Linked DNA regions of Pan troglodytes: region 1 is linked to region 2. A link is a contact called in public Hi-C data. All regions are on one chromosome and are shown on one strand. Each heading gives the region's core, a stretch centred on a gene start, on an enhancer-like site or on the middle of the called end of the contact. The rest is flanking DNA. Distances are from core to core; before and after follow the strand shown.

Evidence for each region. A called contact is a pair of places that touch in the nucleus more often than the background predicts.
Region 1: a contact with region 2 is called in a Hi-C map of stem cell-derived neural progenitor cells, with 5 times the contacts expected there. The contact joins the enhancer-like site here to the promoter of SLC6A9 in region 2. A contact is called at or near these places in 1 of 7 Hi-C or Micro-C datasets (stem cell-derived neural progenitor cells) and 1 of 1 datasets of contacts at active chromatin or transcription factors (stem cell-derived excitatory neurons).

The regions. Positions count from the first base shown.
Region 1 is chr1:187,196,516-187,202,880 of NHGRI_mPanTro3-v2.0_pri, reverse strand. The region is part of intron 1 of ST3GAL3 (ST3 beta-galactoside alpha-2,3-sialyltransferase 3); the gene reads left to right. Among named protein-coding and RNA genes, the nearest start is that of ST3GAL3, 33 kb to the left of the region's middle. Within about 2 kb of position 1,525, at least 6 of the 24 cell types and tissues checked have an H3K27ac peak or open chromatin away from gene starts, as enhancers often do. A contact at or near this core is called in stem cell-derived neural progenitor cells, where this site is marked.
Region 2 is chr1:186,935,604-186,941,661 of NHGRI_mPanTro3-v2.0_pri, reverse strand. SLC6A9 (solute carrier family 6 member 9) reads right to left here and starts at 4,714. Exons shown (of 12, transcript XM_016961002.4): 1 at 4,558-4,714. LOC107976715 (a long non-coding RNA gene) reads right to left here. Exons shown (of 4, transcript XR_001720878.4): 4 at 5,794-5,979.

The sequences.
Region 1 (6,365 bases), core at 276-2,775, 260 kb before region 2:
CATAGAGTGAGAGAGCTGTGCCTTTACAGCTCCTCTTCAGCAGCGCTCTTCAGCAGATGCATTCCCTGAAGAGGGCTGACAGTTGAGGCCTTTCTGTCCTTCACGATCCCAGCAGCTGGGGAATAAGCCCTTCAGTTACTGAGTGGCCTCTACAGCTTCCACCATAGTGCCCAAAGGGCTCTCCTGAAAGGGCTGGTAGAGTAATAGAAGATAGCTTTAGACAGAATTGCTTTGAAGCAATACTTAAGAATAATTGTTATTTTTAACTTTAAGAATAAAAATAAAAATAATTTCATTTTTCATTTATCATTTTAGTGTCAGGGTGAACTCTAGTGTAACCAACTACCCCCAAATTTCAGTGGTTTTAACACAATAAAGGTTATTTCTCTCCTGTCACAATCTGGTGCAGTTCTATATTGGTGGGGAGGAATTCTGCTCTACCTAATTCATTTAGGGCCACAGACTTCATCTAGTGACTCCCCCAGGCCCTAGGGCCTGGAGTCCTTCACTGGATTCTCTAAACCAGCTCCCAGAGGAGAAATGGACAGGAACATGGAGAACTGTGCAGGTCTCAGTGAAGAGACCTCTCTCTTCAAGCTTCTCTCTTCAAGCACAGAGAAGTTCGTGTGCTTCCCTGCAGCGCACGTTCCACAGAGCAGTACTCAGTCGCGTGGTCCCACCTAACTGAGAGGAGGCCACGTAGCCCTCACAGCTACACTGTGATGTTGCTCATACCTGTGTGGTGGCTCCATTTCATCACTATTGGTGAATCAAGGACACTTCTAAAACTGTATGTTTTAGGTTCCCCACACTTAAAATACTTAAATTGCCACCATCATAGTATCATAGTTTTACTTACCTGGGGACATTTTAAAAGGCTGAGGAAAGCTAAACTTTATCAGAGAGAAGGAAAAGAAGGGAGGAATACAGAGCTGAGAATTTAAGGATTCCTTGCTCTGGAAAGGCAAAAAAAGGTAAAACAATTTCGTGTGCATGTGTGTGTGTCTGTGTGTGTGTGTGTGTGTGTGCGCGCGCGTGCACGTGCGCTTTTTTTTTTAGTGATATAGGAGAAGATTGAGAAGCTTCTGATCCTGCCATGTAGCTGTAAAAACAAGCTCCTCTTTCCCTCAGCCATAACAGAATTGATGTCTTTCACATGGTAACATGGAGATAGATGTGTGCTGCAGGGAAGCACATGAGCTTCTCTGTGCTTGAAGAAAGAAGCTTGAAGAGACAGGTCTCTTCACTGAGACCAGCACCATTCTTCATGTTCCTATTTCTCCTCTAAGAGCTGGAATAAAAAATCCAGTGGAGGAAATTACAAGGAAATAGTCATTCAAATAGCCCTGACAGCTCCTTGCCCGGATTCACATGAATACCACCCAAGTAGCCCTTAAGTCAGAGGAAGAGAGGCCAAGGGAGAGATACCAATGACTTATTCTGTCAGTCTATGAGGATTACTGCTGACTGACAGCTTGTTACTTACTCAGCTTTATTCCAGGCAGTGTGGGGCATTTAGGAAGAGAGGCGCCTGGGCCTGGGAATTTTAAAGACTGAAAGCTGAGACTCACAGGAAGTAACCAAGGACAAGACAATGAGATGAAGTGTTTCAGAGACAACAAAGAAGTGGCGATTTAAAAAAAAATAAGTAAATAAATAAGAAGTGATGTCAAGGAAAGCTTTGAGGAAGAGATGGGCACTGAAGCAGGGACCTGGCGGTTGGGGTAGGACATGTGGGGACCTGGGAAAGTGCTCTAGCAGACAGAGCACTCGAAATATTTTGTAAGCTTCAGTGAGAGCTGAGAGCGGCTTGTGAGGAATGGTGGGGGGCGGGGAGTAGTGAGACCGAGGATTGCAGAGCAGGGCAGAGTCGATGACAGAAGGCCCTAAGGTGAGGTGTGGAGTTTAGATTTAATGCAGCAGGGCCATTAAAGGCTTCTACCCTTAATGGAAAGACCTGGTGGAAAAGTAGTGTTCTGGACTTTTGTGTGAAGGAAAATTAACAACACAGAGGTCTCTTCTGGAATTTCTGTTGAGCACCTAGAATTTAAAATGGGAGGTTGTGTTCCTTTATTCCCTCAGCAAAATAAGAGGAAGTGACTCTCAAGCCTGGACTTGAAAGATGAATGAATAAGATGAGAAGTGCATTCTAGGCAGTGATAGTAGCATGAATAAAGTGGAGGGGCCTGGAAAAGGGCTGGGAGAGTCTTGTGTGGAATGCAGAGTTTGGATTCTGAGTTAGGCGGAAGCAGCTGATGAAAAGGAGAGAGAGAAATGTGGTCGGATTTGCATTTTAGAAGGCTCACTTTGGCAGCTGTGTGGAGGCTAGATTGCGAGAGAAAGAAAAGAGGTAGGGATACCAATAGCCACAGCACTTCACCACTTGAGGAGTTTCAGGGACGGACAGATGCTTGGAAAGGCCTTGTGGTGGAGGTAACATCTGAGCTGAGTAGGGAGGGCTAGGAGGAGCAGAAAGGCAGAGGGAAGATTATGGATAGAGGCGCAAGAGTGCAAGGCATGGCATGAGTGAAAACCAGGGGAAGATGGATGTGGCTGGCATATAGAGTCTCTGGGGGATGGTACTCCCTGGGCAGGTAGGTAATGAGTCAGGTCACAAAGGTCCTTCTTTATATGTCACAGTGAACAGGGAACAGTTTAGACTTCATCAGGTAAATGAAGGGAAAGCCACAGACCATACCTAAAGCAAGTCTCAACAAGTGTCAGAGGATTGATCACACGCAGAATCAATCCTCTGACCACAGTGAAATTAAGCTAGAAATGAATAACAAAAAGATAACTAGAATATTAAGAAATGAATTTGTAAATAATCATTGGGTCAAAGAAAAAATCATGGGAAGTAGAAAATATTTTGAATTGCATGATACTGAAAATATCAAAACTTGGGTGGGGGGGCTAGGGGAAGGACAGCATTAGGAGAAATACCTAATGTAGATGATGGGTTGATGGGTGCAGCAAACCGCCATGGCACGTGTTTACCCATGTAACAAACCTGCACGTTCTGCACATGTATCCCAGAACTTAAAGTATAATTAAAAAAAGAAAATATCAAAACTTGTCAAAACTTGTATGATGCTACTATAACCTATAAGCATAGAGGGAAGTTTGTAGACTTTAATGCATGTTAGAAAAATAACCGAAGGTTGAAAAAAATTAGTAATCTAAACATCAATTTCAAGAAGTTAGAAAATGTGCAGCACATTAAACCCAAAGAAGGAAAACAGAAAATAATAGTTTGATGAAAAAGAAAAAAAAATACAGAGGATCAACAAAGTCAAAAATTTGTTCTTTCAAAAGATTAATATACTTTTCCAAGGAGCAAGTTTTTTTAAAAAAAGATTAATAAAATTGACAAATGCTGGGCACAGTGGCTCATGCCTATAATCCCAGCACTTTGAGAGGCCAGTATTTGAGGATCACTTGAGGCCAGGAGTTTGAGACCAGCCTGGACAACACAGCAAGAGCCTGTCTCTACAAAAAAAATTTTTTTAAAATTAGCTGGGTGTGGTGGTACATGCCTGCAGTCCTAGCTACTCCAGGTGGCTGAAGCAGGAGACTCACTTGAGCCCAGGTGTTCAAGGCTGCAGTCAGATATGATCACCCTACTGCACTCCAGTCTGGGCAACAGAGCAAGACCCCATCTCTAAAAATAAAAAATAAATTTTTCAAAATTAAAATTGACAGACTTCTGGCAAGACTGATTGTGGAGGTCAGAGAGGAGAGAAATTGAAGCACAAGTGCCAGTGAACAATGCCAGAAACAGGAAAGGAGACCACACTACAGGAGCTATAGACTTGAAAAAGATAAAAAGAGGCTATATGAACAATTTTATGCCAAAAGTCCTGAGAATTTTGTGAAAATAGATCCATTTCTAGAATAATATCCGACTAAAACTGACTCAAGACATCATGGAAAACCTTAGAATCCTATAAACTTTTTAAACCAATGGAATCAATAATCCAAAATCTTTCTCCCCAGAGAACTTCAAACCCAGAGGGCTTCACCGGAGATTTCTTCAGCAGATTGAAAAGAATAATTAATTCCAGCTTTGTACAAACAGTTCCAGAGAACTGAAAAAGAGGGACACTCCTTACTCATTTTTTTGAGACTAGCATAACCTTGATACCAAAACTGAAGAAAGACAAACTCAAGAAAGGAAGATTAAAGGCCAAGCTACCTAAAAATATAAATGTAAAAATCCTCAACAGACATTTAGCAAATTCCGCAATATATAAAAAAGATAATAGATCACCATCTAGTAGTTGGGCTTATCCTAATATACATGGTTGATTTAACGTTAGAGAAATTCATCAGTGTAATTAATCACATTCATAGGTTAAATAGATTTTTAATAGATTAAAAAGAAAAACATTTCAGTAGATACAGAACAAGCATTTAATAAAATTCAGCATGTGTTGATGCTGGAACTGCTTAGCAGACTAGGACTAGCAGAGAGCTTTCATCTGAAAAAGGGTATCTGTTCGTAAAACTCAAGCAAATATTTTAAGGGTGAAATTTTGGAAGTTTTCCCTTCAAGATCAGGAACAAGACAAGAACATTCCCAAACCACTTTTTTTCTAATATTGAGCTGAATGCCTAGCCTGGTGCACTGAGGCAAGAAAAACCCATGATGAAAATCTTAACCGAGGAAGTAACAGGATGGGGAGGGGAGGGCATGGGCTTGGGAGACATTTGGGAAGAAGCCTTGTCATGCCTTGGGTTCCTGTGTTCGTTTCTTTTTTTCAACACATATTGACTAAATATAATATCTGGTAATAGGGAAGGTAGGAAAGAGAAGCAAAGGAAAGGGGCCTAATATTTATATTTATTCAGTTCCTACCCCGTGAAGGTGCTGGACTAGATGGTTCAAGTGTTTTAGCTTATTTCATTCACATACTCTCTTTGCTATCTTGAGAACTCCTGTAATTAGTCATCCGGGAAACTACATAAGAAAAAGGTAATATACTATATATTTGCATAAAATCATTCCCATTGTAAAATAGTAGTTCAAGCTTGTTTTTAGGTATAAAAGGATGTTGTATTTTATGTAGTAGTTCTGTTTTTATTTTTTCTCTCATTTTTATTCATATAGCAGGTCTTTGAAGTAGAATAAAGTCTGGCAAATGGTCTTTTTCTAGTTTTATAGATAAAGAAGCAAGTACAGAATTACACTGATTAGCTCAATTGTCAATATGGGACTGAAACTTCAATCTTTCATCCCAGGGAGTAAATAATTTACTCTATAATAATTTAAACTATAACTTGAACCATGGAGTAAATAATTTAAACTGATTTGAAAGCACATAATCAAAAGATTTTTGAAACGGAAATATGTTGGGGTCCTGGAAGCATGGTTCAAGGAATCAAGCAGAATATTCTCTAGTAAAAGTCTTTGTAAGACTAACTATGAAAGAGAGAGAGAGAGGAGACAGTGAGGAGAGGAGAGGGGAGGGGAGGAGAGGAGAGGGGAGGGGAGGAGAGGGGAATGAGTAGGGGACGGAGTAGAAGGGAGAAGACCAGTGGACAGGCCTCAAGTTTTTAGCTGTGTGCGTAAATTAACAAACACAAACAGAACAGATTTTAAAAGCACTGACATAGGAGGGAAGGAAGGTTCAACCTCATTATGACTTGTTGAGGTGGGACTGGTGACAAAAACAGGATGATAAAAAGATAGGACATTTCAAAGACTACATTTAAAGGAGAAAAAGAAGCAAGCCATCCTGGAGGCAAGACTAGGGGTGAAAATTGCTTGGACAGTTGTTGTTTTTTTTCTTTTTTTTGAGATGGAGTCTCAGTATATTGCCCAGATTAGTCTTGAACTCCTGGGATCAAGCGTTCCTTCAGCCTCAGCCTCCCCAAGTAGCTGAGAGTACTACAGATGCACATGAGACTTGGATAGTTGTTGATTGACTGTTAACTCTAGAAACAAAGCATCTAATAAAATCTTGCCTTGCTTCTTATTGCTTGGAAGGGAGAAGTTATTCAATTTAGCAAACATTTCTGAATTCCTGCTGCATGCCAGGTACTTTGCCAAGTACCCAGGATATTATGTCTGGTGAAGTTCGATCTCTGAGCCAGAAGAAAGTTCTGAGCCCTGATCTCTATCAGATAATCCAGAACGTCCTCTCATGGCCTACAAGGCCCTTCATATTCTGATCTCTGACTGTCTTTACAGCTTTATCTTCCAAAGTAACAAAGATAGCTATCATTGAGTTTAAGTGCTTTGCATGCCTTACCTTCCTTAATCAGATCTTCACTCTTCCAGCTGTAGTTGCCATTTCCAGTGGAATTCTTTTGTCCCTCATCAGTTATCCCCTTCTTTTGAACATTTTCATCCTCTATTTTGT
Region 2 (6,058 bases), core at 3,465-5,964:
CTCAGAACTTAGGCTGCAGAGGGCCCTCACCCAGGTTATCCTGGAATTCCTCCAATTCCTCCTATTACCGTCAGAGAGACAGACTCGGAGAGGTCAAATGCCTTCCTTGTAAGTGCTCGAGTGAGGACTTGAACTAGGTTTTCAGACCCTACATCTCTGACTCTGACATCTCTGACTGCAAATGCAGTCCCTGCCCTCAGGTAGTTCGTGGACTGGAGGGAAAAGACTGCTTCATGGCGGCTTCCAGGAGAATGAGCTGGGTGTAAAGCTTTGCTGCTTCTCCTGCCTTTGACATTCCTGTTACGTGGTCCCATCCATCCATTCAGAAAACACCAACTGATTGCCCATGGCGTCCAGTCTCTTCTACGTGTGGAAGATCCACAACACCAGGCCCCACACATGCCCCTGAAGCACTTGTGGGCCACTGTTGACAAGCAGTAGTGGGTCACAGAGGCAGTTTAGCACATGATAAAGAGCTCAGGCTCTGGGATCTGGTAGGCCTGGGCTGGATTTCTGGCTCAGCTACTCACCAGGTATGTGATTTCGAGTAAGTTACTTAACCTCTTTGAGCCTTAGTTTTCTCAGTCTGGAAGATGGGGCTAACAGTAATTTCCTCGTAAGTTCTGAAGTTTCTGCCTAATTTTTGTCCTTTCCACAAGCCCTCCACATATTCCTCCCCTCTAATCTGTTAATCTTCCCAAAGCCCTAAATCCCTGATTCTCTCCAACAGTTTTCCACAGCCAACAGGATATGGCCTAAATTGCTTAGCAGGCGTTTAAGGCTGGCCACAGCTGGACTCATTTATTCCACAATATTGATTGCAGGTCTGCTCTGGACCAGACCTGTGCTAGGCACCAAGAACTCAAAGGTATCTGCACTCCTGCAGCTTACAGACTAAGGGGCAAGAGTTAAACCAATGACTAAAATTTAAAGAATTACAAACTGAGACCAGGAGTGGTGGCTCACGCCTGTAATCCTAGCACTTTGGGAGGCCAAGGCAGGCAAATCACCTGAGGTCAGGAGTTCGAGACCAGCCTGGCTAACATGGTGAAGGCCCGTCTCTATTAAAAACACAAAATTAGCTGGGCGTGGTGGTAGGCGCCTGTAATCCCAGCTACTTGGGAGGCTGAGGCAGGAGAATCACTTGAATCCAGGAGGCAGAGGTTGCAGTGAGCCGAGGTCACGCCATTGCACCCCAGCCTGGGCAAAAAGAGTGAAACTCTTGTCTCAAAAAATAAAAAATAAAGAATTGCCTACTGAGATAAAGGGTGTAAAAGAGAAAGATTGTGTTATGAGACTCTACAATAGGGGGGCCTGGCCTTGTGTAAGACTAGGGGAGGGCTTCCCTGATGAAGTGATGTTTAAGGGTCTAAAGCAGTTAATTAGGCAAAGTGGCAATAATGAGGAAGAGAAGAGGAAGAGAGAGTCAAGCAAATGGAACAATATGTGGAAAGGCTCTGAGGCTGGAGCTCAGACAGTCAGGGGGAAATGGTCAAAGATTAAAGTGGACAGAGAGGCCTGGCCAGGGCCTTTGGGGTCTGGATTTTGGTCTTCATCTTGAGGGCAAGGGTGCCTATTGAAAGCTTTTAAGCAGAAGATCAACTTCAAGGAGGAGCCATTGGTGGAATGTGCATCTTGAAACCATCCCCCTAGATACAGTGTGGAGAAAGGACTGGAGGGAGGCTGAAGTTGAAGAGAGGAAGTCAATTAGAAATGGGCCAGGCCAGGCCGGGCGCGGTGGCTCACACCTGTAATCCCAGCACTTTGGGAGGCCGAGGTGGGTGGATCACCTGAGGTCAGGAGTCCGAGACCAGCCTGACCGACAAGGAGAAACCCTGTCTCTACTAAAAATATGAAATTAGCTGGGCGTGGTGGCAGGCACCTGTAATCCCAGCTGCTCAGGAGGCTGAGTCATGAGAATTGCTTGAACTTAGGAGACAGAGGTTGCAGTGAGTCGAGATTGTGCCATTGCACTATTGCCTGGGCAACAAGAGCAAAACTCCGTCAAAAGAAAAAGAAAAAGAAAAAAGAAAGAGAGAGAGAGAAAGAAAGAAAGAAAGGAAGGAAGGAAGGAAGGAAGGAAGGAAGGAGCCAGGCCAAAAATGAAGGGGCTCAGGTTAGGAAGGTGACAATAGGGTGAGGAGAGGTGCACAGATTTCAGAGAAATATAAAAGGCAACATGGCGAGACTTGGTGATGAATCGGACTGGGTAGGGGGAGGGATAAAGAGTCTCTGGTTTCTGCTGGTGCAGTGGCAGGAAACCGGTGCCCGACCCAGAGGACGAATGCTGGTGAGGCTGCAGGTTTGGTGCGGGGACAGGAGGGCTGGCTTGGACAAGCTGGTCTGAGCTGCTTGTGAGCCAGATGTTGAGATATCAGCCACAGAACCCTGGCCCATCTTGACAGTCTCACTGCTGAGTATCAGACAGGACTGTCAGGTCAATCAGTTTTAACGGTCCATCTTGGCCAAGCCCTGGAGTCCTCACGGGGGATGGAAAGGTGACAGGCTCTTTTCCTAGCTTGAAGGACGTCACAGTTTAGTAGACAGATAGAGGAAGAAGCATAATTTCCATTCACTGTGATGGAGGAAGTGGAGGAGCTGTGGGAGCAGGAAACAGCCCTTAGTTCTACCTGGGAGCCCAGGTCAGCAACCTGCGGCCATCTGCCGCCACGTGAGACTACCCAGCATTTGCAGAGGGCTCCTGCTTCATGCCTTTGCCCCGGCACCCGTTCCATCTTTTTTGAGCACCCTTGTCTCCCCTTCCACCTGTATGTATCCTACCCATCCTCAAAACCTATCCCAATGCTATTATCTTCATGAAGCCTTCCTAGGTCCTCCCCGTTGCTGTCAGCCTTCCTACTGTACCCCCACGCTTGCCACACGTAGCAATTGAGGCATGCTTCCTTGTGCCCAAGTCTGGCTCCCCACTAGATGGAGAGTTCTACCAGGGCAGAGGCGTGATTCTTCAGTGTCCCCAGAGCCGGGAACTGAGCGGGTACAGCCGCAGTCGCCGCATAGGCCAAGTAAAGGGGGCGTTTTCTCTGCGGTCCTTGGAAACACTTGGGCATGCTCAGTGTCGCCCATTAGTCCCTAGAACCAGTCCCCTCACCCACTACTCTCCAACCTTCTGATGCTCCCTCACTTTGGCAGTCTTTAACCTTTCAGGTTTTTCTCTCTTTCCCCACTCCTCGCCCTGCAGCCTTTATTTCCCAACGGCCGCACCCTCACGCTCCTTTCAGCGGAGAAATAGACCGCGCTTTGTGCGGAAGCTGTCAGCGAGCAGGCGTCCCGTCTCCTTTAAGAGTGATCCGCGAGGGGGTGTGGCTTGCCGAGAGCAGGCCCGAAAGGGGGTGCGGCTCCTTTAAGTATCCGCCGGCCCGAGGCGCGGAGGCCTCCGGCCGGCGGGCAGGGGCGCGGTCGGTCTGGGAGCAGCGGCACCGCCCGCAGCGTCCCGGTTCCTCGAAGCGGGGCGCGTCCGCTTTAATCGGGGAGAGAGATGTGGGGGCACGGGCGTTACATCAGCCGCCACGTGTGGGCCTAAGCTGGCGTGGAGGCGGCGGCCCCGCCCCCGGCCCCTGCGGTGGAAAAGTACCGGGGCGCCGAGGTCCCCGCCCCACGGCCCCGCCCCCGGGCCGGCACCGGCCCCTCCCGGCCCTCCGGGCAAGCCCCACTCTCCCGCCCGGCCCGGCCCCGCCGCCTGCTCGAGATCTGCAGTGGCTGCCGGGTGCGGAGCGCCGGCCGGGGGTGGGCTCTCCAGGGCTGCTAGGCCCCTGCCCTCACCTGCGGCCGCCCGGCCCCGCCCTAGGCGTGCCGGTAATGAGGGTTGGGGTGGGGAGGGCACGGATTCTTCCCAGGGTAGCAACCCCCAGAGAACTCCCCGCTCGCTCGCAGTCCCTTCCCAAAGCCGCGGCCAGAGCGCGGACAAAGAGAGGCTGAGTGCGCCAGGACTCTCCCGCGCGGCTTCCCGGGTCCCGCGGGCGCACGGGCACTGGCACCGGCACCGGGAGGGCAGATAGGGAGGCAGGCCGGCTGGAGGGGCCAGATAGGCAGCCAGGCTGGCGGGCGCTGAGAGGCGATGGAGCGAGCGGGAGCCCGCACGCTGGGTGCAGGCACGGCCGACTATCGACCCCTGCAGGCCCCCAGAGCGCAGAACCACTGGCTCCTCGGACGGACAGTGCCACGCTCTGGCTCCGGCGCTACCCGCACAGCCTGCGCCCGCCGCCCCCGATCGAACTGGCGTCTGGCGCCCCCCCCTACCCCACGCTGGAGCTCCCCCCACTTCCCTCTCCCTCCCGCTTCAGCTCCTTGGTGACAGCGGTGACACCCAGACGCGCGCACCTACCCCGACCTTTGCGGCGAGACAGACATCCCGGTGCGTGCACCCACACTCTTACCCACAGATGCCCGCATACATGCGCGATCACACACACACACACACACACACACACGCACACGCTGGTCCTGGGGCTCAGCCCCGCGGAGCCGCCGAACACTCAGACCGACGGCAGGACAGACGGAGGCGCGGGCCCCAGCGTCCCCTTCCCCCAGCCCCCTTACCATGCTGCAGCCCCCGGCCCAGGCGTGCTGGGTCCGCACCGCGGTGCGCCCAGGTGGCTTTCTTAAAGGGAAAGTTGCATCAGCCTCCCGAGGCTCTGTGCCGCGCCGAGTTCGCCCGCCCCGCCGCGCCGCTCGCAGCTCTTCCACAGCCTGTTGTGTTTTGGTTTCGGGGAGGCGGGGGCTAAGAGTTTGGTGAAAGTTTGAGGAGTGGAGAAGGCTTGGGAGATCTAGCCAAGTCCCTCCCCTACCCGAACGGCTCCCCTGGCCGTCCTCCCCTCTCCATCCCATCCCCTCCTCCCGTGCCGACTTCTCAGGCTCCTCCTCCCAGGGAATAAAATTACAAGTCTCTCCAGCTTTCAGATGATTGATCCCCACGAACCCCTGGGAGTGAGCGCCACAAAGGAGTCCCCTTCTCCGCCCCTGCCTCGCTGCCCTCCAGCTGGGGCCCTTGAACAAGCAGATGTGGGTCCCTTCGGGCTAGGCTGGAATGAAGCCAGAAGGCCTGGGGCACTATGGGGGGCTGAGGCTGGAGTTAGCCCTCCAGGCCCCTGGCCTTCTGCGCCTGCGTTTCCCCTAGAGAGAAGTCAGAGCAAATTCCATTCCCTTTGGAGCAGAGCCGCTAGAGACTGTGGGCATTGCTGGGTAAGGCCTAGGTCCTACTCCTTGGAACTGGAGGGCTCGGGGTAGCCCTTTCTCAAATTTCCCTCCTGGACCACCGGCTTGGTCAGCTCTACTTTTGAGGTGGTGTTACAGGGGCTGCAGACACCAACCTGGGATCCCTCCTCCTTCCATGGTGAGACAGACCTGGGTTACAATCTCAGCTAAAAAAGAGTCTTTGCCAAAAGGAGCATGGTGAGCCTCGGTTTCCTCCTCTGTGAAACAGAGAGAAGGGGCTAAGGAAATGCATGTGTGTGTATATAAAGCCCATTGCTCCAGGCTGCCTCTGGGGAGTGGTGGCTGGCATTTGGAATGAGCCTCCCACATTTGCATACCTTGTGAGAGCCACCACCTTTCATGGAGAGTGGCCAGTTAGTTCTGTCAGAGGAACTGGTTTTTGCCCCAACCTGAGTAGGGCATCTGCTCAGGGAAGGGGCCCAGCCCACAGAGGCAATTTCTACTTTGGACCCTGAGTCCTCACCATTTTCTGGCCAGGAAACAGTTTAATTTTTTTCCTTGGGACAGTCAGCCTCCAAGAAGCGAGTGCACACATGCCAAACTCACGTGAAACCAATTGTTGAGTGAGATTCCAGTTTATTAATTTATCAGAGGCACTGAACAAGATAACAGGCATCAAGCCCAGGCATTCCCTGAAATGCGAGCTCTCTCAGGCCACACGCGGTCCATTCCACAAACCTTCCTCAGAGCCAAAGTACAAAGACAGCTCTCTGTTGTCTCCTATTCACATTGGACTCCTGATCAGATCTGGGAAGACACCTTAGTCTTATCAGCGAGATTATTTTCACTTTTACTTTGTCCCCAAACCTAGTAGGTATAGCATGTT